5 separate regions of the Sus scrofa genome follow, and all the other regions are linked to region 5. A link is a contact called in public Hi-C and HiChIP or PLAC-seq data. All regions are on one chromosome and are shown on one strand. Each heading gives the region's core, a stretch centred on a gene start, on an enhancer-like site or on the middle of the called end of the contact. The rest is flanking DNA. Distances are from core to core; before and after follow the strand shown.

Region 1 (4,816 bases), core at 361-2,860, 180 kb after region 5:
GGTAAGTAAAAATTTGCAATAACTTATGAAGGAAATATATAACATGACCCTTAATATTCATATTCAGTTTGCAAGTTTCAAGAAGGCAGACCTGAACGTTCAGGATCAAGCCCTGATGTTGAACTTTCATCAGGGTCCCTAGGTGAAAAGTAGGAAAAGAATACCTGTAGGCAAAAGACCCTGGCTCAAACTCTTTTTACATTCCTTCGATGCTTGGGCAGGCCTGTCGGTATTTTGGACAGGAATAAGGGTCAATCAACAAAAAGGGTCTTACTATGTGCCAGCCACCTGTGTTACAATCATGTTTCTTCAGGCTCCTTCTCAGGGAGTCTCCATTATACCTCCTCTGTATTGCTAAAAGTCTTCTGACCCTGAGAATGTGCCACATGACTACTCTGTCATCTTCTTAGTCACTCCCTTGGTTATTCTGCCAGTCTGGCTTGAGCCACTCATCAGGTCTTGCTTCCTGAGCTTTTCAGGAACCTCAGTATAATAGGCACATGGTCTAAACTTAAGGAGGGCAAATCTTAGCAGACATTTCCAAATGCGGCAAACAAAAGAAAACAAAACCCCCAAACCGTTGAGCCATTACATGAAAGCAATAGCCCTTCAGAGCTGACATTTTCAACCTTGCTTATTATGGTAAGTAGATACTAAGAGGTAAAGTGATTTGACCAGGAACCTATCCCACACGTCAAAGGTTAGGTCACTGCTACAGTGCACAGGAGAGATGGTGATATGATTGAATAGATCTGGTAAAAATAATCGGTGGTGGCGGCAAGCAGCCTTGACTCCTCCCCCCTGCATTTTTCTTCTGTATCTTTTTTTAAAAATAGTCGTATTTCTGAGACAAAGGCAACTCAACCTAACTCAGTATTTCCTGGAATTGTCGGATACTAAGAATTGCCGAAGCGTATTTGTTAGACACATTGCCCGGGCCCTCTATCTATAGGTCTAGGACAGGACCTGGGAATGTGTATTTTACAGTCACCGTGAGCGCTTCTTACAAGTTAGGGCGTTTTAATAAAAAGGGTTCAAATTTTAAGTTAAAAGAAAACAAATTAGGGTGTTTTAATAAAAGTAATTCAAGATAACGTTTTACGGCAACATCCACCCCCCACCATGTAAAAAAAACTTGCCCTTGGTATGCCAAAGTAGCTGCCTTATATAGAAATGTCCTTTTTTCGTTCCTTGTTCCTTATGTCTTAATTGTTACCGTCCCTAACATACAGCTCCGGTCCCAGCGCGGAGCCGGTTCTACTGGAGCGGGGCGGGTCCTGGGCCACGTCCCTGTCCAGCCTTCAGCTGCAGGTTCCGTGCCGCGCTCCCATTGGCTGGAAGTTCCCTCCTCCGGAGCCCGAGCTGCTCCTACTCGCCACGCCAGCCCAGCCGACTCCGGACCGCCCTGGGGGCGGGGCCGAAAGGACGGGGCGGGGCCTCGTGGCGTTGGGGGCAACCAGGTGGCCTATGGCGCCTGAGGGAGTCCCACGCCTCGCACAGCGAGGCCGGGCCGGGGCCGGGCCAATCCGGGCGACTGGGCGGGCGAATGCGGGGCCTGGCCGGCTGGGCCCGGAATGCTGGGGGTGGGGGACAATGGGCCAGTTCCTGGTGCGTCACGGGGAAGTTCCTTAAAGGGGAAGTGAGCGGGGCTACGAGGCGGACGTGGGGTGCGGTGGTCGGCGGGGAAGGTCCCCAGCGTTTTAAAATAATGCCCGCGGCGCCCGCGCGACCATGCAATGGCGAGCGCTCGTCCTGGGGCTGGTGCTCCTCCGGCTTGGCCTCCATGGAGTGCTGTGGCTTGTCTTCGGGCTGGGGCCCAGCATGGGCTTCTACCAGCGCTTCCCGCTCAGCTTCGGCTTCCACCGCCTGAGGGGCTCCGACGGCCCCGCGTCTCTTGCCTCGGGGCCCGCGGGCAGGCCGGGGACGCCTGGGGGGCCGTCGTGGCTGCAGCCGCCGGTTCCCGCGGCGGCGGCGGCGGCAGCGTCTGCGGGGCGGCGGCGGGCTCCGCGGCGGCCAGGGCCGGGTGTGTGTGGCCCGGCCCACTGGGGCTACGTGCTGGGCGGCCGGGACCGCGGCCGGGACGAGTACGAGAAGCGCTACAGTGGTGCCTTCCCGCCTCAGCTGCGCGCACAGATGCGCGACCTGGCGCGAGGCATGTTCGTCTTCGGCTACGACAATTACATGGCGCACGCCTTTCCCCAGGACGAGCTCAACCCCATCCACTGCCGCGGCCGAGGGCCGGACCGCGGGGACCCGTGAGTACCCCGCGCCGGCCGGACGCCCGGGACCGCTCACCGCACGCACTTCCTTCCGACCCCGGGGGTGGGTGCTGCCGTCCGTCCTCTGGGTCCCCCTAAGGGTGCCGGGGTGTTTAGGGTGATGGGGGCTTGGGGGTAAGTGGAAGGGCCGATGTCTGCCCTCTGTCCTGATTCTTCCGGAATCCGAGTTACTGGACTGCTGTCTGCGCAATCTCTTTTACAGATGGGAAAACTGAGGCTCAGAGAACAGAGGGCACAGTAGCAGTACCAAGGGGTGACTTGGGGGGACCTTAAACTCCCATCTTCACCCTTTCTCCAGGTGAACATAAAATCAAGATGAAATCCCTTGTAAATGTAGCTTCAGAACTAGCCCTTACCTTCCCCCACCTAGCCTACTCCCCACTTTTCTGTATAGAAATATATAAATTCAGAAGTTGATCCCGGGAAGGGACTTCTAAAGCCAGGCAGTGAATCTGAGGCAGAGCAGGGCTACAATCTTTCTCCTTCATCACAGAGGCTGCTTTTTAGGCTGAGGATGGTTAGGTGGAAGGGAGGGAGGCTGTGAGGCCTACATTTGGGTTCCTGATGCTCAGGATGGGATTCCTTTGCCTTACTGTAGGGTCTGTCCTGCAGGTTCTCCCCGGTCTGGTGGCAGGGCTGTCAGGAAAGGTGGACCAGTCCTGTCCTTGGATCAGGCTTGTTTGCAGAGTGAGCTTCAAGGGTCATTGCTGTTGACTTCAGAGTCCAAGAGGACAGCACACCCAGCTGAGGACCTCCTGGCTGGAGGGAACCGGTGTGCTCTGACTGACCCTGATGGCTGGATAGGTGACTGTCTTCCCCTGGGTTCCTCCTCTCAGGCGGGAGTGGAGGAGTCCGTTGCTTGGCCCCTTTTGACAGTGAGCCCTGTGTTTTCCTTCACCTGGTGAAAAGCAGCAAAGGCCACTTCTCAGGTTCTAAAAAGGAAGCCCATAGAGTAAAGGAGGCAGAAGAGCTTTAAAAATGGTTTTATTATCTACAAACTCATGTCATAAATTTCAATTTGAGAGCATGAGGGCACAGGGCAGGTTAACTTAAAAGGACTGGGTCTTTCTAAAATTGTAGGAAACTGTTGAGGTACTTTTCGTGTTTCACTTTACGTGTAAAGGTTGATATAGTTTAAATGTATAACTGGCCATATGTATAAATATATTTTCAATCAATTTTTTTGAGAAAAATTTTTATTAAATTTTGGAAAAAATTACTGGGCCTTTTCATATTGTATGAAATTGAGTTGTTTTCCCTAATTAGCTTAACTATACCAGACTTTATACCCATGTGTTTTCTTTCTTTCTTTTTTTTTTTTTGTCTTTTTGCCTTTTTGCCTTTTCTAGGGCCTCTCCCGCAGCACCAGGTGTTTTCTTTTGATCTCAGTTTTTTGGGGAAAAAAGTTAAAATTAAAAAAAAAAAAAAAAGCCTAAAATCCCACCAGGCAGTTATTTTTAATTTATTTTTCCTGCCAACTCCTGCCCAGATGCCTGCACACTTTTAATGTAGTTGAAATCAAAGTGTGTGTACGTATTTCGGATCTTAATTTTATTTTCTCACCAGTGCTCATGGTACTGCAAGAGCAAACACACTGAGTTGTTCTCCCTCACAGATTTTTTTCTCAGGCTTCCTTTTATGGCATAGACCTAAGGAGAACCATTTAAGGAGGACTTGTGATAACACTTTCTATTGAGAATATGATGGTCTGGGAGTGAGTTTATGACATTTTAATGCTTTTCCTAATAAACTTTGAGAACTCTCTGCAGAGTTGGAGCCTCCCTCCAGCAGGGTGAGGTGGCCCTGGCTAGCTTGCTGGGGCCCTGTGGTAGTTGCTGGTGGGGCTTTGCTTCAGGATGATGACTGCTGAGGTGTGGTTTGGTTTGACTGTTAAGTGACAATCTTGGTAAGTTGAGGTCAGGGTGCTTTGAGCAGATATGCTGCTGTTGGAAAGTTGGAAGTGGAAAGACTGAGGCGATGCATTTGGAAAGGGTTGTGCCCACAGGTAATAATCACCCTTGTGGCTGGTAAACCTTGGTGTCTTTCAGAAGGTAAAAGAACTCTGGGGTTATAGCGGCCTTGACTAGATCCTCATAGTGGCCACTTGAAAAGACTGGAAAGTTAATTTTTCTTGCTCCTTTTCCTTTAACTTAATTCCTCTCAGACTTCAGTATTTTCAAGGCAAGTTTAGAACCAGAGTTTTGTCATTCTGGCACACTTACGTCCCCTGAAATAAGCAACCAGTAATGAAAATTCTTTCAGATATTTATTTATTTATTTCGCTTCTTTGGGCTGCACCCACTGCATATGGAGGTTCCCAGGCTAGGGGTCCAATTGGAGTTACAACTGCAGGTCTATACCACAGCCATAGCAACTTGAGGGGATCCATGCCACATCTGCAACCTACACCAGAGCTTATGGCAATGCCAGATCCTTAATCCACTGAGTGAGGAGGCCAGGGATCCAACCCAAATCCTCAGGGATCCTAGTCGGGTTTAACTGCTGAGCCATGAAGGGAACTCCTCAGATACTTATTT
Region 2 (4,173 bases), core at 72-2,571, 140 kb before region 5:
GTGCATTCTGTAGGTTTGGACAGATATGCAAGGACACCCACTATTAGAGCAGCAAACAGGATAGTGTCACTGCTTCCAAAATCCTCTGTGCTCTATTTGTCCTTCCTTCCAAACCCTGATCTTTTTACCACTGGGATCCATGTTTTTTTTGTCTAGGTTTCCACCCCCTCCCCTCCAAAAAAATGTGTAACAGATACCATCAATGGCAATTTTGGAATCTTGAGCTTATTAATTGGCGATCATTATCACTGTTTTTTCACCCAAAGCAACAGATTCTGGATTTTGACTGTTTTCTGTGATCTTAGAAAAGTGAGCTCTCAAGATTATTTTCTTCCTCTTTGATGCAAATAATCGCCCTAACTCACAAAAGGAGCAAATATTTAAAGTTTATTGAGTGTAATACATTCCGGCTTTAGGAAAGTAAAGGGTCATCTTTAACCCTCCCAATTCACCTCCTCTCCAGGCATTTTCTGGGGGTTTGGATACATAGGGAGACTAAGAATCTGTCTCCAGGCCTCCCCTCCCCCACTCTGGTCACCCTGTCACCTAAGCATCCACGGGCATTCTGGGAAAGTCCAGCTTGTTGTTTTGCTTGGTAAGATAAGTAGAAACACAGTTAACACTTGACCTGAAAGGACAGTCTGCCTTCTTGAATCTTCCCAGAGTCGATTATGGAGCGTAGAGGGGATTCTGTGGCTTATAGCTCCATTTTCCCACGACCTTTCTTCTCTCTCATGACCCTTTCCTTTACCCTCCTGCCCCCACTAAAAAAGTCTCATTTCTCTAGTCTGGCTGGAAAAGAATAAGAGATTCAACAATAAATGCTTTGTTGTTTATATGGTAAACAAAACTCTCTACCTAAGTGGACTTTCTCTGAGGAGGTGATTGATTACCTCAGTCATCTTTCTTAGAACAGCCTCTTCAGTTGAACCTGGGAAGGAGAAGAAAAAAAAAGAAAAAAAAAAAAAAACGCTTCTCAGAATGATTAGCATTTGCATCATACGATCCAACTTCCTCTCCTCTCTGCCTTCCTCTCTCTCTCTCTCTCTCTCTCTCTCACACACACACACACACACACACACACACCCTCCCTCCCTCTTTCCAGTCAAGAACATTTCAAGAGGTCAGTGCCGCCCCCGTGTCTAAAACTTCAGTGTTTGCCTTTGCAGGGACTTTTCCAACTTTACCTAGAAAAGAACTAACCAGAACCCTAGAGCTTGTGGCCAGCCTGCTTCCGGCTGTGGCTTCAGTCAGTTTGTCTGCTGTGACAGAGGAAGTGCTTGCTGTGACGGGAACTGCACTGGCTGGATTGTAGGAGGACCAAGGCAGACAGTACCTAATGACATTGGTATGCGAGATGCCAGCACCACGAGGAGCTAGCGAAGCACAGGGCACATCTCAGACCCAGAACAACAGATGCAGCTGACAGCCCACAGGGAGCCCACGGGTCTCCCCAAACCCCACCCTCCTGACCACACACACGCACCCAAGATGAATGCATGTTTGAACAAAATGTCTTAGTTGAAGGTGACTTTCTCAAAAATCCAGTAGAAGCCAGGAACCTGAGATCAATGTTTTTGATCTTGAAAAAAGGCAGGATTCTGCCAATATTTAGAGACCGGCACACTCTGGCTAGTGAACCATGGGCGCAGCCGTCACTGGACTCAGCGCTTACACAAGCTCAGCATTTTATATCAAAGTCTGAGCTCAGTAGAAAGTAACTGGATTCAGGTGTTCTCTCTGCACCCACGCTAGCAACTGAGAGATTCTAACCATTTTTCTGTGAAGATCTGGATCTCTGTGCAGAGGGGGCCTCCTGGGAGGAGCCTTAATGCTGTGTCAGAGCTCATCCTACAGTGCAGGGGGCAAGACCAGGTGGAAAGTGAGAGAACAGTTGGGGTTTGGCTGGAATTGGTTATTAGTGTTAACTACTACATACTCCTTAGTAATTTGAGATTTCCTGGGATGATTATCTACTTAAAATACTGGCAACACCTAGGATCTCAAAATTGGGGATCTCCCCTCATCAGTGCAAAGGAACAACCATCCACCCCATCCTGAGCACCTAGATTCCCTTGCTGCCTGTGGTCAGGGTGTTAGCAGAGGCCCCCACCACGCTTTTCATTGTTGGATATTAAGGCTGGGGGAATGGAGGGAGAGAGAACCTCTAAGGTGGTAACTGATGTATATCTAGGCCAGAAGATCCTGTTCCTCCCCTTGCATTGAAGGAATGAAATGGAGAATGAAGGTTTATCACCAAGGATTGGGGCACATGGCCTAAAGTGGCCTGTGGCAAGTGTGGCATTTCTTAAAAATCTTGGATTCTATCTTTAAAATTTGCTTCAATTTCATGTTCTGCTCCAGGGCATATTTTGAGTTTAATATAAAAATATTTTCAATTGTTTACTGTTGGCTAAAATAGACATTCTAAAAAGATGCATGATTTCTGGCTTTCTGTACCCTTTGGGCAGAGCCTTTATGCTCCAGGATTATAGGTGGCCCAAGTACAGAGGCATACAGAAGCATCTCCTTGGCCATTGAGGTGAGGAGCACAGATGGCAGTAGCAGATCTCTGGAGGCCAGTGGGCCCCGTTCATTTGTCCAGCATATAGGCACTGGGCATTTGGGACTTGGAGACAGTGCCCCAGGAAAGGCGAGAGCCCTGAGACCCGCCCTATGGCCATATTCCTTGCATTAAAGCCCAATGGAGGCAGCAGCCTTGTCTTTTCTCATCTCCAAACCCTCAGCACTCAGCACTGTGCCAGGTATGGACATTAGAAATGTTCAGTGAATGGTTGTCAGATGAAGTCTGTGCATTTTGCATTTGTCAGAGACCTTTCTGAAATCATTGCTCGGGAGTCCAATAATCAAACCACATATGCCATAAAAGAAGATGTGAATCTGACATGGAAAATTCCCTTTCGAATCTGTAGTCATTTGGTCACTTACTATTGAAATAGGAGAAGAAACTCTTCCTTAAACTTTAAGCTATTGGCAGACTTCTTGCATTGATTTTCTATATTCTTTTGAAGACCTCTTTCATGTGGACTCTGTTTGGAAGTCTGTGTTTTCTATTTTTATGGAGGGTTTGCTTAAGAAAATGAACATATGAAGGCTTGGAGAGCCAGATTTGAGATGAATTCTCTAGCCATTTTAGGCAGCCGAGCATCATTTGCATGTCAGTCATCAGTGCACTGCAGGTGAGCACCAAGTCCTGACTGCTGCAGCTCGCACGTGTCCCCAGCCCCCAGCACCTTGTCAGGCTGCTTCCCTCCCCGTGTCCAGACCCTCCTTGAGCCATGCTCCTATGCGTGAAGCCTCTCTTCTAGGCCCTCCCAGCCTACTGTTCCAGGGTCTGTGCTGCCCCTGCCTGTCTGACCTCATCCTCAAGTCCAGCCAGACTGGTTTCCCCACTGTGCCAGCCCTCTGCCTAGATGGCCCTCATGCTTGCCCCTCCCCAGGCCAAGTGCTAGGCTTCCCTCAGGCCCATGCCTTCCAGGAAGAGCACCCAGCCAACCACAACCACTACAGTCAGCTCTTACTCTGACCCTACTCTCTCTGCTAGTGACACAGCAGAATCTGCTTTATGCCATTCTTTCTTTGTTTTTAATTTAAATCTACTCTCTTTAATGAAATGGTGAGCACTTTGATGCAGGAACTCTATTTCATACTTAAGCTTAAAAGCCATTTCCATTCGAAAGAGGTCCAGTAGGCAGAGACCAAGTACAGGGGGCTCACTGCTGTATGCTCAGCACCAAGCACTTAAGGTCAGTGCTCCTCAAGTATTTTTGAACATGTTGTATTTTTTAAAATATTTTGTTTCAAGAGGGCTTATGTTTTTGACTTAAATCCAAAGAACTATCAAATACCCCACCTCCAAATATACTCAATAAGAGAAGTTTACAATTTGTTACCAGGTAATTCTCAGGATCACCTTTGAAATACAGGCATTGGTTTTTCCCTCCCCTCACTCCTTTTGGGGCCTGTTCTCACTTTGTCATACAGCAATAGGGTTTAGTGACCTCCAGACTCCTCCTGACCTGACATTCTGTCAGAGCCCAGCTGGTGCTGTGTCCATGGCTTCCTCAGTGTCTGATGGTTTAAGCAGGACTCTGGGTCTTTCCCCCTACACCTTGCTCTGAGGCCAGGCTGCAGACGTGTGTAGCTGTCCCC
Region 3 (4,171 bases), core at 1,046-3,545, 220 kb before region 5:
TGGGGGGTCAAGGAGGGTTGTGACTTCCTCAGAGATACAGAACCAGACAGAGCCTGAGCTAAGTGTCACGTGCTTCCTGTCCCCTCCTCCCCCACCACCTGTTTTAGTTGTCTTACTGTTGATTAACTAAATGTCACAAAACATAGGGGCTTAAAGCAATGGCTGTTCTGACACTTGTTGTGTTTCTGTGGGTGTGGGCTCAGCTGGGTGGGTCTCCTTCCTCTGGGTGGTCCTGGCTGGGGCTGTGGTCACCAGGGACTTGACTGGGCAGAAATGGCCAAGATGGCCCCTTGTATGACTGTGGCACAGGTGCTGGCTCTCAGCTGGTTGCTGAGCGGGGGCTGTCACCTTGGTTCTCCTCCATGTGGCCTCTCTGTGTGGTTTAGGCTTCTTAGAGTATGACGGCTGGCTTCTAAGAAATTGTGTTTGGGGAAGTGAGATGTAGGAGCTACCAGTCATTTTAACGCCTGGGCTTGGACTCCTTGTATAACGCGTCCGCCATATTGTACCAGTCAAAGTGCCAGAGAGACGATGAGCCCAGCCTCAGAGGGAGGGGAGAAGACTTGCACCTCTTGGTGTGAACTGGATGTGTTCACCAAGGGGAGAGGGAGTTGTGGGGGTCCCCTGCAGAGAACATCCCCCCCCCACATATCCCAGTTATAATTGATGAACACCTACCATAGGTCAGTCAAGCCCCTGAGTTGGGTGCTATAGCTGCAAAAAAGGAAGACACCATCGTCCCTGCTGTTGGGGAGCTCTGTTCCCCCTGAAAGTTCAGTCCCATCTTTGCAGAAGTGTCAACTCATGTCCTTCCCCTTTTGAGGATATGTGAAAATTCACCCTTATACTGAGGATAAGTTCACTGGGGACCATAGCTCTTCGGAAGTTCTAAGAGAATTCAGCTGATGGGAATCCAAAACTAAGGGCCTACCGTGCTTACTAGGAACTCTCACAGGGAGAATTACTTCCTTCTCCTGAAGCCTTGCAATCTGTCACATCATCACTTCAGCCCTGAAATGCCTGGCAGCCAAACTGAGGATATTTCCTGGCCTGACACAGTGGACTCCAAGTCTTCCAGTCTCTTCTGTCCCTGCCCTGGCTTCTGTGATGGTGATAACATCTGAGGATGGATATCACCTCCCAAACTTCTCCTCCCTGGGTGCCGTCAGAGTGGCTCAGACTTCATGGTGTTATCCCCTGCTTACAGGAACAAGGAGGTGGGACTGCCCCCCGGGGGGTCCCCTGGAACAGGTGACATCGTGGAGCCATGGGATCAAGCTTCCCTTTAAGAGTAACTCCTGCTTTCTTTCTGCCCTCTCCAGTGCCACCCACTTCCTACCAGCCCCCAGAAGAAATCTTTCCTTTCTGCTTGATGTTTTGTAGCAAAGTGGGAAACTATAAAATAAGCATTTGCTTGTGAATTAATTTTTGGCACATGCAGGGGCTCAGCAAGTCTCATGGCACTTGCATATCCGTCCTCCGAGTCCTTGCCAATTTTTGTGTGTTTCCTTCCTCCTGAGATGTTCCCACCAGCACCCGGGGGAATGTTCCCCCACTTCCTCTTTCCTACAGGAACACAGAGGCTGGTCTCACCTGGGGCAGAGAAGGAGTAGAATGGATCTTTCAACACACCTAGTGTTTGGGGTGTTTTAAGCACATACAGATGGTTGAGGATATATGTGCTGATCTGACCACAGAGAACCGTTCAGCAAATAAAGGGGACAGATCCAAAAAGATTTGGTGGTGGGGGGGATTAATTGTTTCCGGTTGCAGAAGCACAGCAAATTGCATGTATCAAATGGCTGCCCAAGGCTCTTCCTATGCCAAGTCTAGCCTCCAGACACACCCAAAAAGGATTTTCTTCTCTGCACGTACACAGTATGAGTTGGAAACTGTGAGAAGTGCTCTGTCAGGAAGCTGGCTGCGGATTCAGCTGAGAGATGAGATGAGAGAGAAATCCCTCGTCCAAGGGCCTTTCCCTCACCACATTTTTTTTTTTTTTTTTTTTTTTTTTTTTGAGGTTGGCTTGAGACAGCAGGCCAGGAGCCAGTGTTAGATAGGAAATCTCCCACCCCTTCCAGAAGAAGTCACCACAGAAGGCACTGAGGAGAGAGCACGCTGGAGACCCCCCTCTGACCCCGGGGAGCGGGGGTGGGAGGGTGAGAAGCAGTTTGCTTTGCCTTTGCTGGAAATGGGGGGCCAGCTGGTGAGGAAGATCAGCCTTGGTTTGACAGGGCAGCCACCCCAGGAGGAGGAGAGTGGTGTGCAAGCGAGTTACGTAAAAGGGTGTTGTGTTTGGCAGAGAAGTCAGAAATGAGTCACTTCTGAGCGGTGTTTTCTGACCTCGGGTTTTATCCATGTGGGAGAAGAGTGTGGCCAGCATCAGAGTCAGGAGCCTGCTTTCTCCCTGGCGTGGGGGGTGTTACCATGACAGTAAGAGGGAGGCAGGTGGTGGGGCCCCAGCAGGCTCCCCCAGGCACTCTGCCCTTCAGCGGAAACCACAAGGGTCTGGACAGCAAAGCACCCTGGCCTGGTTCAGGGAGGGCTTGTAGGTGCTGCCAGTGGGCCCTCCATGGTGAGTGGGTGGCATGGGGTCAGGGACTTGGGGGGACACTACCCAGTAGGGCAGGCGTGCAGGAGAAGGAACTTGGCTTCCAAAGCGGAAACACCTGGGCTGGAGTTCCAACCGGCAGGGTGACCTTGGACTTTCTCAGGACACGCTGAAACTCAGTTTTCTCACTTGTGAAAAGAGAATTGGAAAAACTGAGTCCCTCCCTTTTGCTCATGTTGAGAGGATTAAAGAGAGTAATGTCAGGTAGAGCTGCAGGAAGGAGCTGCTGCCCTGGGGCTGGTGTGGTGGAGCAGGAAGGCCTGTTCCACTCCTGTCTCCTCAGTCCCTCAGGGCTCGGGGCAGTGCCCTTGACCGCTCAGCCCAGCTCCTGCCCAGAAGAAGGTGATTCACAGAAAGTGCCTCACTCAAAGCCAGGGTCCTAGAAGGCTCTCAAAATGAGGCAGTGATTATTTGTATTAATGCTGCCTTGATTATTTTAAAATGAGGTTCATTTTATTAAATTTTTCTGTCAAAAATCCAACTTCTTAAATTTTGCTTCTGTGTCATGGTTGATGATCCAGTGAGCCTGGGGGCTGTGCTATTTATGTTGTTTTCACACACAATTCACCTCCATCTCTCTGACTGTTTCTATGTTTGAAGTGATTTTAGAGGCCCAGGAGGCAGGGAAGTCTTCATCGCCTCAGTTATCAGGTATTTACACTAACAGATGTTACAGGTGAAGCCGAAAGCAACGGGCAATGCAGTTAACTGCTCCCTGACCCAGGACCTTTCCTTTCCTTCTCTGTGTTATTATTATCATTATTATGTCACTTTTTGGTCCCAGTCATCTGCGGACATACATCTTTCTTCTCCATTCCCAGGAAACTGGCATGTCATTGAACAGGAGTCTTTGATCTAGATCCAGGTTTGGAAGTGAAAACCCAAAATCCCAAAGAAGCTCCCATGGTTGGGAGTGTAAGACTTGCATGATTGCCCACAACTCTCCAAGTAACAAGAGAAGATGCCTGGACCCACTGGCACCAGGTTCTGAAGTTCAGGGCAAGACATTCTTGCAAAGATAGTCAGCATGTTCCTTGTCACTTGGGTTCGAGAAGCTCAGTCCTTTTGAGGTAGTCTGAGGGGAAGGTTAGTTATCCTGGCTTGTGCCTGTAGAGGAACTGGAAACCCAGGCTACGTTTTCTCCTTTCCCGAGTAGCTGAACCACCAGTGTAGGCAGAAATGAATGATTGCATATATCCCTGCTTCTGGCCTTCTCTCAGAGGATGGCAGTTGTTGAGGAGCTGGGGGGAATCTTTGGAAACAAAGTGTTTCTCCTTCCTTTCTATAAGACCCATAAGCAAGAATTAAGGTTTTTTTTGTTTGTTTGTTTGTTTGTTTTTTTCTGACCATACCCACAGCCTGTGGAAGTTCCCAGTCCAGGGATTGAATCTCAGCTGCACTTATGACCAACACTGGATTCTTTAACTCACTCTGCTGGGCTGGGGATTGAACCCACACCTCTGCAGCAACCTAAGCAACCTAATCCATTGCGCTGCAGTGGGAATTGTAGGAATTAGTTTCTAAGAGAAACTATCCTCAGAGGAAACCTCAAGTTTTCCA
Region 4 (4,446 bases), core at 1,364-3,863, 250 kb before region 5:
TACATTCTGTAAGTGCATACTTTTTCTTATACCTATCAACGTGAACAGGTGAGGAGGCCAGGCTCTCTAGGTTGCATGGAAAGCAAGAAAAGCAAAAGGTTATCCAGACCCTTAACCCTTTCAACTGTAGTGATTTTTGCTGCTTCCTGTTTAGTCTGCCCTCTTCCGGGTTATTTGTGGGGCAGCAACACATCTAATGCTGAATTTTCTTGTTGACACCTCTTGGTATTCATGTTTCTACCTACTGTCGCTGATTTGCACTTTCCCTCTGAAATACTAAGTTCAAGTTTCTCTTTGCCTAAGTACAAATTAAGTCGGGAGAGGAAAACCTTCCCTCATCGGAGTCTGCAGTGTTATTAATATACTGTTTTGCTCCCTAGTAATCATTGGATGTGTTTGCTTGCTCAAGATAGAACTTGGGTCTCCTGGCTAGGAGTTTATTGCTTGCTTATGGAAAGATTCCACAGTTGGAGCAGGTGTGTTTATAATTATACGCTAGGAAATAGAATACTGTCTGTTTATAAAAGAAGAATGTTCTGGCAGCCACTTGGATTCTTTGAAAATTCCCTGAGGAAGCAACTGTGGATCCCCTCCTCGTTGTTACCCCTGGCAACCACCAGAGCCCTGGGACACCAACACTCTGTCCCCAGGCCCTCGGGCTGGTGGATCTGGCCTTCTGAGCAGAGATGCCTGATGGGCCTTTATCATCCATGTCTGTTCGGGAAAAGACCACAGCTACTGAGGTTTCTCTCCCACCAAGCCTTTTGTTTGCATGTACGGGTAGAAACCAGCAGCCCACAACTGTAGTTGTGCAGAAACTCCGTCAAGAATTGCGTGAGAGTCCACTCTGGCCCTGGATATAGGCAAGCTCCCCAACTAAATTGCAAAGCAGCACTTCACACTTGAGACGTTGTGCGGAACCGCCCCTGGGCCAGGGTACGGCACACCTGGAGAGCTGTGAGCCTTTGATTGGGGAAGGACCCCGCCCTTCACTGATAAAGGCCAGTTGGGCATCGCAGGAGAGTGGATATGCAGTGAATGGCTTGGAAGATACAGTGCCTTTTGAGTCTCTGTCAGTCTTTGAGAAAGGAGAGTGAGGTGAGGACAGAATCAGAGTTCCTGCGAGAAAAGTGCATGGTGTGGGGCCTCTCCAGCTGTCTCCTAGAGTGGCATGCCCCTCGAAACCAGGAAGAGGAGGGCTTTCTTTCATTTCTTTATTATTATCATTTTTCACAAATCACGAGGCAGGGTCTCTCTCCTTACTTCCTGATTTCACCTTGTCCTTAGGGGGCAGGAAGAGGACAGGTAATGGGAGAAGGGTAAGGAGCTACTTGCTTAGTGTCTGTTCAGCTTATTCCTGAGTTGGTAGCTTGATGAACTGTTACCTTTGGACACACACAAATCAAGATAGGGAATGTTTCTGTCCCCCCCAACCCTGGAAGGTTCCTGCATCCACCCCTTCTTGGCTTTAAACAGACTCCGATTGATGCTTGAGACATTCATTTCTGTGACTCATGTTTGAGTGCCTGTTCTGTGTTGCTAGGGGATTTGGATACAATGGTGCCCCAAATAGGCAGAGTGTCTGCCCTTCTGGAGTTTATGGTTTTGTGGGGGAGATAGACAATAATACAAATTAATGTTAAATGACAGGCTGTCAATGAGAAATGTAGGAAGCTGAAGTACATGGGGTCATGAGGACATGCAATTTAAGAACTTTTACCTGGGCGAGAAAGGTCATGACAGGTGAGGACAACTGGCAGGTGACCATGGAGCCACTTTTCCTAAACTGTGAAGTTCTGGGCAAACCAAAGGTTTTTTTTCTTTTTCTTTTTTTCTTTTTTGATCTTTTTAGTGCTGCACCTGCGGCATGTGCAGGTTCCCAGGCTAGGGGTCGAATTGCAGCTATTGCCACCGGCCTATGCAACAGCCACAGTCACACTAGATCTGAGCTTGCGTGGTGTAGGTCTGTGACCTACACCATAGCTCACGGCAATGCCAGATCCTTAACCCACTGAGCGAGGCCAGGGATAAAACCTGTGTCATCATGGATTCTAGTTAGATTTGTTTCCACTGATCCACGACAGGAACTCCACAAAAGGGTAATTTTGATAAAGTCCTCTAACTTCAAGATGAGGCAGTGGGTAGAGCAGTGACCTACCTCATTTACATAGATGCCTCTTTGGAGAGGAATGGCGTGTTTAGAAAGTGTGGGCTGTGGCTCAGTGGATGGGCTGCATTTCTACATTTGGGAGATGTGATCCCCATTCAGTCACTGTCACTTCAGACTCTTCAGAGCCATCAGTGTCAGTTTGCAGCTTCAGCCTCTTGCCATTTCAACAAAAAAGCAAGGTTGTCATTTCTACTTGTTAGGGCGGTTGCAGCCTGCCTCTGTCTGCCTTTCTGTCCTTAGCTTCTGCCCCCGGGAGCTACTTCTGCAAGCAAAGGAAAGCCACCGCCAGTAAAATTTAGGGGGAAGAAAACAGAAGAGAAATGGGAGAATTATTAAATTTCACCTTCAGGGGGCGTTCTCATGACGTCCAACCCAGGGTGGAGGTGTCCTACTTTTTTACATTGCTGTGAACTGCTGGGTTGGGCACCTGCCAGCATTCAGGCAGCAGTTACATAAGAGCTGCTTTTTTTCCTGGAATTTAGGCTCACTGCTGATGTGTGACCTTCAGCAGTAATTGCCAATAAATGCAGCAGGGCTGTTTACTGTTAGACACTGGCAACCAGAGAGCAACCAAGCTCAACTCGGAGCACACAGAAGCTATTGCAGAATCTGGGGAAGTTTTTTTTTTTTTTTTCTTCCTTTTTCTTTCTTTTTCTTCTTCTTCTTTTTTTAATGTTGAGATGATTCCATCATGACTGAAGTTGTATAATTTAATCAAGTCAGAATGCATTTTTGAAAAATGAATTTCTCTTCTGACTGCTGATGAACTTTTCCTATAAAATATAGATGAAACTGCATCACTGGAACTAAAATATTTCTTCCTTTGTTTCTAAAAACAAATGCCATAGTAAAGGACATTGGGTTATTATCAAATGGAAAGATTTTAAATTTTTCTACTAAAATGCTAGGTAAGTTCCATTTTAGCTCAGTTTTCTTGCAAGCGTTCTGTTTTCTTAATGTGGCTTTTCAAAGGCTCAAGAAAGACAGGACCCAGCAAACATATTTGCAAGGCCATTCGCTATTTGCTTGTTTATTTTTTCCCTCCTCTGAGATTGAGTGGGTGAAAGGAACTGAAGGCTGATTCATGGGGGTTGGAGATTATAAATTCTCTTTGATGGGCTGATAATTAGATCTATAATACAGCTGCATTTATTGAACTGTATTCAGCCTCTGCTAGGGTTGGTTCATGGATGGAGACAGCTTATTTCAAAGGAAAATTTTAGAAGCCCAGGGATAATAGGGTTCATGTTAGTGGCAGCAGAAAACAGAAGGTATTTCTATGGCTGTGCTCTGTGCTGGCCTGTAATAGACACACATGAAACTGATGTATATATGTATGTGTGTACAGCATGTATGTGAGCATGTGCTGCTGTGCACATGCCATAAATAATAACCCTAGGAAGTCTCTGGGTTTCTTTTTATTTAAGAAGGACAATATATAATGTCCTTCATTTATGCAGAAGTACATCCCTGGATAAAATGTTAGGAACATTATGTATAAAAAGCGATCATTTCAGGGTCTTATCTGCCCAGATCTAGTTACTACTCCAGTGCTGTGGTTATGATGACCTAATTCATGGCCTCATCTGGGAAGGACACTCGGGATCCTTTTCGTTGAAATTCATTTTGAGTTTTTATTTCAAAGCCCATCATTTGAAATCTTTTCCCTATGAAGTCTGATTTTGCTGACCTTGACTAAAAGCCCTGGGAAGACTTAAGATCTAAGAAGAAACGTGGAGAGGCAGTAGGGAGCAATTGTTGGTTTCCAAGTTCAAAACCAGGCAACATCACATCATTGCCAGTCACTGTTGGTTTAGGGAGACTTCACCTTGACTGGAGGCATCAGACTCTGAATATAGTGTCTGGTACTGGGATGAAGGCAGTACAAGAAAAGACTTGTGAAATCCAAACATACTCATTTTCTCAAAATATTCTCCCTTAATGTGTGGTCATTGAGGATGACCTTCTGTGTGGAAAAAAATTAATTTTGATTATAAAAATGTGTTGAGAAAATCAGTTCATTCATTTACCAAACATTACCTTTTACTTTGTGTAGCATGGATTATATTTATGTAGCTGGTATCCTGTTTGAACATAGATAGCTTATTAATAGGCTTATATTTTTCAAAATTGTGGCTTTCTGCCATAAAAGCACCTACCCACATGGCAATAGAGCTGAAATCCTCTTAGGAGGGAGTGCTAGCAAAGGCTGTTGGTTATTTTACCAAATTCTGTGCCAGGCTTGATTTGGCCTTTTCCGTCCTGGAAATCATTTT
Region 5 (4,507 bases), core at 1,086-3,585:
AACAAAAGCCACGAAGGTACATTCCAGAAAGGAGGAATGCTGAGCCCCCAATCCGCACCCCCCCCACCCCCTACCCCGGCCCCAGTGAGGTCAGCCAGTTAGCAGTTAGAAAAGGAGGCATTTCTCACACTTGCTAATGAATTTGACGCTTGCGAAACATAAACAGGAAGTGGGAACTCTCCAAAGCGACCTGAAGGAAATCCACTCCCAGTCTGGTCAACGTGTGAATCCCAGTTCTTTAGGTTGTCAAGGACACTGCCAATTAATACTGACCACCCTCCCCCTTCCCCAACACCCACCCACCCAAACTGCACTCTAGGCTAATCTTCACGGGTCTCACCCCATCTTTTTCAAGCCTTCCCACAGCCAGGTCACTCAGCAGCGGGGTGACTGACCCGAGGCGCAGTGGGAAAGGCTTACAGTCATCTCTCAACTCCCCGAACTTGCAGGGCAGGGCAGCGTAGAGGTCAGTGAAATCCCCAGCCAGGCCTTATTTTAGTCATGAATTTCCACTGGCTCCCTCCTCTGACTGCATCAGCGATGCTCACGCCGCGCGCTTGGAGTTTCAGCTGTTTTCCTTGCTCCAGGCTGAGTTAGAAGGTCACAGAGGCCGGACTTTTCCGGGGAAGGTAGGTGGGGGCCTCAGGCGACCTAAGTGAAATTGCGGAGATCTCGGGCCGCTGGGAAGAGACCTTTCTGCCCCAAGCTCCGGGCAGTGTGTTAACTTCTCATCCCTCCTCTACCCAGGCGTCTTGGTTAGCATTAAATACCATTTTTAGTAGGAAACCCCCCAAAACAAAAACACTTTATCTTTTTTTCCTCTGTCCACCAATGGCACCGATATCGTTTTCCAGGGCTGCCTTGCCCAAGGTATTATCTTCCCAGAGGTTCCTGTAAATTCAAGGGCAGAATCTGCGTTGGATTCCCCCACGGTGTGTCTAGCAACGGGGACAATGCCTGGCACAGGGTAGGGAAGTCAACAAATGCGTGTAGAATGAATGAATGCTAAGATGTCACTGTGAAGGGCAGATAGTTTTTCCTAGTCTCTCTCCCTTTCCTCCATCTCCGGGTGAGGATCCCACACGGCACCGCCGAAGTTCCCGGAGGGAGGGAGACGGCAGACTCCGGCGGGCCACACCGGCCCGGGGCTCTCCGTCCCCCGGTCTGGGCAGAGGGGCTCGAAGTCGGGGACGCTGCGGCCCGAGCTCCGGCCACGTGAAGTGTCACGCCCCGCGCTGCTGCAGGGCAGGCGCCGCCGCCACGGTTGTGTAACGTTGCAGCCCGAGGGGAGGCGACCCGAGCGCCTCCGCTCCGGTGGGGGCAGAGAAGGGAGGGAACGCAGGGCTCCGCGCCGGGTATCTTTCTGTGCTTGACTAGTCCAAGGCGCGCGGGGGGGGGGTACTCTGGAGCACCCTGGGGGGTGGGCAAGTGGGTGCCCGCCAGCGCTCAGGCTGTGCCCGGGAGCGGAACTCCGGGGGAGCCAGGGGCCCGCCGCACGCAGCCTCTCGGATCAGGTGCGCAGAGCGTGCTCGGCGGCGGCCTCGGCTGCCCCTGCGCTTGGCTGCCAGCCCGCTTCCCATGGGGTGACATCCGCCCCGCCCCTCGGCCCCTCCCCACGTCGGGCGATTCCTGGACTCTGGGCTGGAGGGTGGGGGCAGGGAAGCCGGCACCGAAAGAAACCCCAGCCCCTGGGGAAGGCAGGGGGGCCGGGCGACTCCCTCGGCTGAGCGCTGGTTCCTCCGAGCGGACCGCGCGGGGGGAGGAGGAAACGGGTTGGGCTGGAGCGAGCGAGGGGATATTCCTCTCCCGGCTTGAGTCAGAGGCGGGCGGATCCGTCCTCCCCCTTCCCTCCCAGGAGACGGGAACTTACTTCATTTCCCTGGGGCAGGTTCGCCCACGTTACCAACCTCCCCTCCCTGCCCCCCCCCCCCGGCTCCCCGGGCCCTTCCAGCTTCCGCGCCCCCCACCCGGCTGGGCAGGACCCAGGCCGCGCTGCCACCCCCTCTTCGGGGAAAGGCAGCCGCAGACACCTGGGGGCCGGAGCTGGGGGTGGGGGCTCCCTCGCAGCCGCGGGAGCGTTGTCCAACACGTGAGACTCATGTGATGAAGCCGGGGGAGGGCGGGCAGGTCGCTCCTTCCCTCCCCGGCAGCGGCCAGACGTGCCTGGAGTCACAGGGTAGAACACGTAGCTCCAACCCACCCACTCGCTCCCATTTAACCCAGCCCGCAGCCTCTCCATTACTCCTCGGCTCGTTCTCCCCCCACCCCCCCACTCCACCCTAACCGCCCCCCCCCCGCTCCCTCCCGCCTCCCCGCCCGCCCCACTTCTCATTCACTTGGCTCGCACAGCGCAGACGGCGCAGGGAGCACACATCGCCAGTCTGTGCGCAGAGCCTGAGCCAGAAGCCGCGGGGACACCATGCACGCCCCCAACTGAAGCAACACCTCAAAGCCGAAGCTCCGGGCAGCCGGAGGATTTCAGGGAGCTCAGACTCAGAGGAACTCCTGAGGAGAGACCCCTCGAAACCTCTCCAGGACAGTCCTCACCGGACTCTCTGCCACTGCAGACAGGAGCGCACAGTGGCCCCGGCTCGCCGCGCCATGGAGCGGATACCCAGCGCGCAGCCGCCCCCCGCTTGCCTGCCCAAAGCACCAGGACTGGAGCCTGGAGACCTACCAGGGTAAGTTGACACCCCCGGCCCCTTCAAGCCTCAACTCCAGTCCTGCGTTCTGAGCGACTTTCAACTCGGAATCGCTCTGGGCGCATATGCGGGTTCATGCCCGCCAGGGTTCCTGCAGCGGGTGCGCAGGCAAAGTCACGACCCTTCTTCGTCCCTCTCCCTGCAGGATGGATTTTGCCCACATGTATCAAGTGTACAAGTCGAGGCGGGGAATAAAGCGGAGCGAGGACAGCAAGGTAAGGGCCCCGGACCCCTGGGGACCCCAGCCCCTAGCACGCACTGAGTTCCCAAGAAAACTTTTCTCACTTTGAGGTTGGAGGGGGTATGCAAGGTGCGGGGTCCGTGCCTGGATGGCTTGGAGAAGAAGGTAGTTCTGGGTGTGACTCTGTTCATTTGCCCCTACTCTTCTCGCGCCGCGGGGTAAGGGAGGAAAAGGGCTTCTCATCCTCCTCCTCCGGAGCCCACCATTTCCCCGTGCGCCTTGCAGGAGACTTACAAACTGCCGCACCGGCTCATCGAGAAAAAGAGACGTGACCGGATTAACGAGTGCATCGCCCAGCTGAAGGATCTCCTCCCCGAACATCTCAAACTTACAGTAAGTGAGAAGCTGGCCCTTCTCCAAACCAGCTCCTTTGCCCAGAGGGCGGTCGGGGGTCACTCGCCGCCTGCAGGTCCCGCCGGGAACTGCAGGCCAGACGGCTGGATTCGAGCTGCTGGGTGGCTATTTGGGGTACACTTCCCCAGTCCTCAGAATTTTCTGGCAGCCTCATGCAAATAAGGTGAAAACCGTTTGTATTTCTCCAGTTGGCACCAACACCGGCTGGCCTTCCTTTGCAAGAGTTTAAGGCTCACCGTTCTGGTGATTTTCAAGGTTCTCTTGATTTCCTAACTTGAGCAAACCAAGCAACCTGCAATTTTTCTTAACCTCTTTCCTCCCCATCTCTTTTTAAAATGAGAGGACTTGTTTGGGTGTGTGATTTTTTTTTTTTTTTAAACATCCTGTCCTTTCTTGGCAATGGTCAACAGCTTACTAGCTTGACAGCCTTTGGTTGGGGAAAGGGAAAAAAAAAGAAGTATTTAGGGGGAAGAAAAAACTTAGATGAACTGGAAGTTATGACAGGGTGTCAGGAAAGAAACTAGGGAAAGCCTCTTGGCTGCCAGACACAGTAGAAGTCCTTCCTCGGGTTGACACCACTGCAGAGAAATGTAATCTTCGGATTCCCCTGAGTTAAGGTCAGCAGAGGCTGCTGGAAAAATTTATCTGTCAGAGCTTTCTCCTGAGGTAGCTGCTGCTTCCAAAATGCCTCCAAAGATGGGTGACACTCATTTGTTGTTTTTTAACTAGTTTTTTTTTAATAATTATATATATATATATTTTAAACATCTATAAACTTAAAATGAAATTTAGCCAACCAGGAAAGGTTGTTTTTGTTTTTTTTTCCCTTTAGAGACATCTCTCATTGCTAATAAGGGTCCCAGAGGTGGGACTTCTCTGAGCTCCCTGCTGACTGAGGCTCTTTTTATTCCAGACTTTGGGTCACTTGGAAAAAGCAGTGGTTCTTGAACTTACCTTGAAGCATGTGAAAGCACTAACGAACCTAATTGATCAGCAACAACAGAAAATCATTGCCCTGCAGAGCGGTTTGCAAGCTGGTGAGTTCCTGAGCCTGGCTATCTCCTAAGAGTTCTAGCACAAATGGAGAGCCTGTGGGCTCAACATCTGACATAAGAAACATTCCTGCAACAAACTGCTTATGCACATTCACTGGGGAAGATGCTGTTTTATCTTTCCTAAAAGGTCAGACTTTTCATTTGGGAGGCTGCTA

Evidence for each region. A called contact is a pair of places that touch in the nucleus more often than the background predicts. HiChIP or PLAC-seq counts read pairs in DNA pulled down with a chosen protein or histone mark.
Region 1: a contact with region 5 is called in an H3K27ac HiChIP or PLAC-seq map of alveolar macrophages. The contact joins the promoter of EDEM1 here to the promoter of BHLHE40 in region 5. A contact is called at or near these places in 1 of 5 promoter capture datasets (liver), 6 of 47 Hi-C or Micro-C datasets (embryonic fibroblasts, fibroblasts, heart right ventricle and 1 more) and 1 of 2 datasets of contacts at active chromatin or transcription factors (alveolar macrophages).
Region 2: an H3K27ac HiChIP or PLAC-seq map of alveolar macrophages shows a contact between it and region 5. The contact joins the enhancer-like site here to the promoter of BHLHE40 in region 5. A contact is called at or near these places in 1 of 5 promoter capture datasets (liver), 19 of 47 Hi-C or Micro-C datasets (adipocytes, alveolar macrophages, blood and 10 more) and 2 of 2 datasets of contacts at active chromatin or transcription factors (alveolar macrophages and skeletal muscle).
Region 3: a Hi-C map of embryonic fibroblasts shows a contact between it and region 5, with 1.8 times the contacts expected there. The contact joins the enhancer-like site here to the promoter of BHLHE40 in region 5. A contact is called at or near these places in 8 of 47 Hi-C or Micro-C datasets (embryonic fibroblasts, fibroblasts, heart right ventricle and 4 more) and 2 of 2 datasets of contacts at active chromatin or transcription factors (alveolar macrophages and skeletal muscle).
Region 4: an H3K27ac HiChIP or PLAC-seq map of skeletal muscle shows a contact between it and region 5. The contact joins the enhancer-like site here to the promoter of BHLHE40 in region 5. A contact is called at or near these places in 1 of 5 promoter capture datasets (liver), 27 of 47 Hi-C or Micro-C datasets (alveolar macrophages, blood, brain and 13 more) and 2 of 2 datasets of contacts at active chromatin or transcription factors (alveolar macrophages and skeletal muscle).

The regions. Positions count from the first base shown.
Region 1 is chr13:61,701,991-61,706,806 of Sscrofa11.1, forward strand. It overlaps EDEM1 (ER degradation-enhancing alpha-mannosidase-like protein 1), which reads left to right and starts at 1,611. Exons shown (of 11, transcript XM_021069286.1): 1 at 1,611-2,255. The coding sequence starts at 1,737.
Region 2 is chr13:61,382,585-61,386,757 of Sscrofa11.1, forward strand. All of the region lies in intron 57 of ITPR1 (inositol 1,4,5-trisphosphate receptor type 1), which reads left to right. LOC106505661 (a long non-coding RNA gene) reads right to left here. Exons shown (of 12, transcript XR_002337646.1): 8 at 894-931. Among named protein-coding and RNA genes, the nearest start is that of BHLHE40, 140 kb to the right of the region's middle. Within about 2 kb of position 1,322, at least 44 of the 83 cell types and tissues checked have an H3K27ac peak or open chromatin away from gene starts, as enhancers often do. A contact at or near this core is called in alveolar macrophages, liver, omental adipose tissue and 1 more, where this site is marked.
Region 3 is chr13:61,301,141-61,305,311 of Sscrofa11.1, forward strand. All of the region lies in intron 41 of ITPR1 (inositol 1,4,5-trisphosphate receptor type 1), which reads left to right. Among named protein-coding and RNA genes, the nearest start is that of BHLHE40, 220 kb to the right of the region's middle. Within about 2 kb of position 2,296, at least 44 of the 83 cell types and tissues checked have an H3K27ac peak or open chromatin away from gene starts, as enhancers often do. A contact at or near this core is called in alveolar macrophages, embryonic fibroblasts, liver and 2 more, where this site is marked.
Region 4 is chr13:61,279,233-61,283,678 of Sscrofa11.1, forward strand. The region is part of intron 39 of ITPR1 (inositol 1,4,5-trisphosphate receptor type 1); the gene reads left to right. Among named protein-coding and RNA genes, the nearest start is that of ITPR1, 210 kb to the left of the region's middle. Within about 2 kb of position 2,614, at least 43 of the 83 cell types and tissues checked have an H3K27ac peak or open chromatin away from gene starts, as enhancers often do. A contact at or near this core is called in alveolar macrophages, brain, embryonic fibroblasts and 7 more, where this site is marked.
Region 5 is chr13:61,525,677-61,530,183 of Sscrofa11.1, forward strand. BHLHE40 (basic helix-loop-helix family member e40) reads left to right here and starts at 2,336. Exons shown (of 5, transcript NM_001245010.1): 1 at 2,336-2,681; 2 at 2,848-2,917; 3 at 3,169-3,276; 4 at 4,211-4,334. The coding sequence starts at 2,602. LOC106505661 (a long non-coding RNA gene) reads right to left here and starts at 3,162. Exons shown (of 12, transcript XR_002337646.1): 1 at 2,988-3,162; 2 at 2,678-2,841.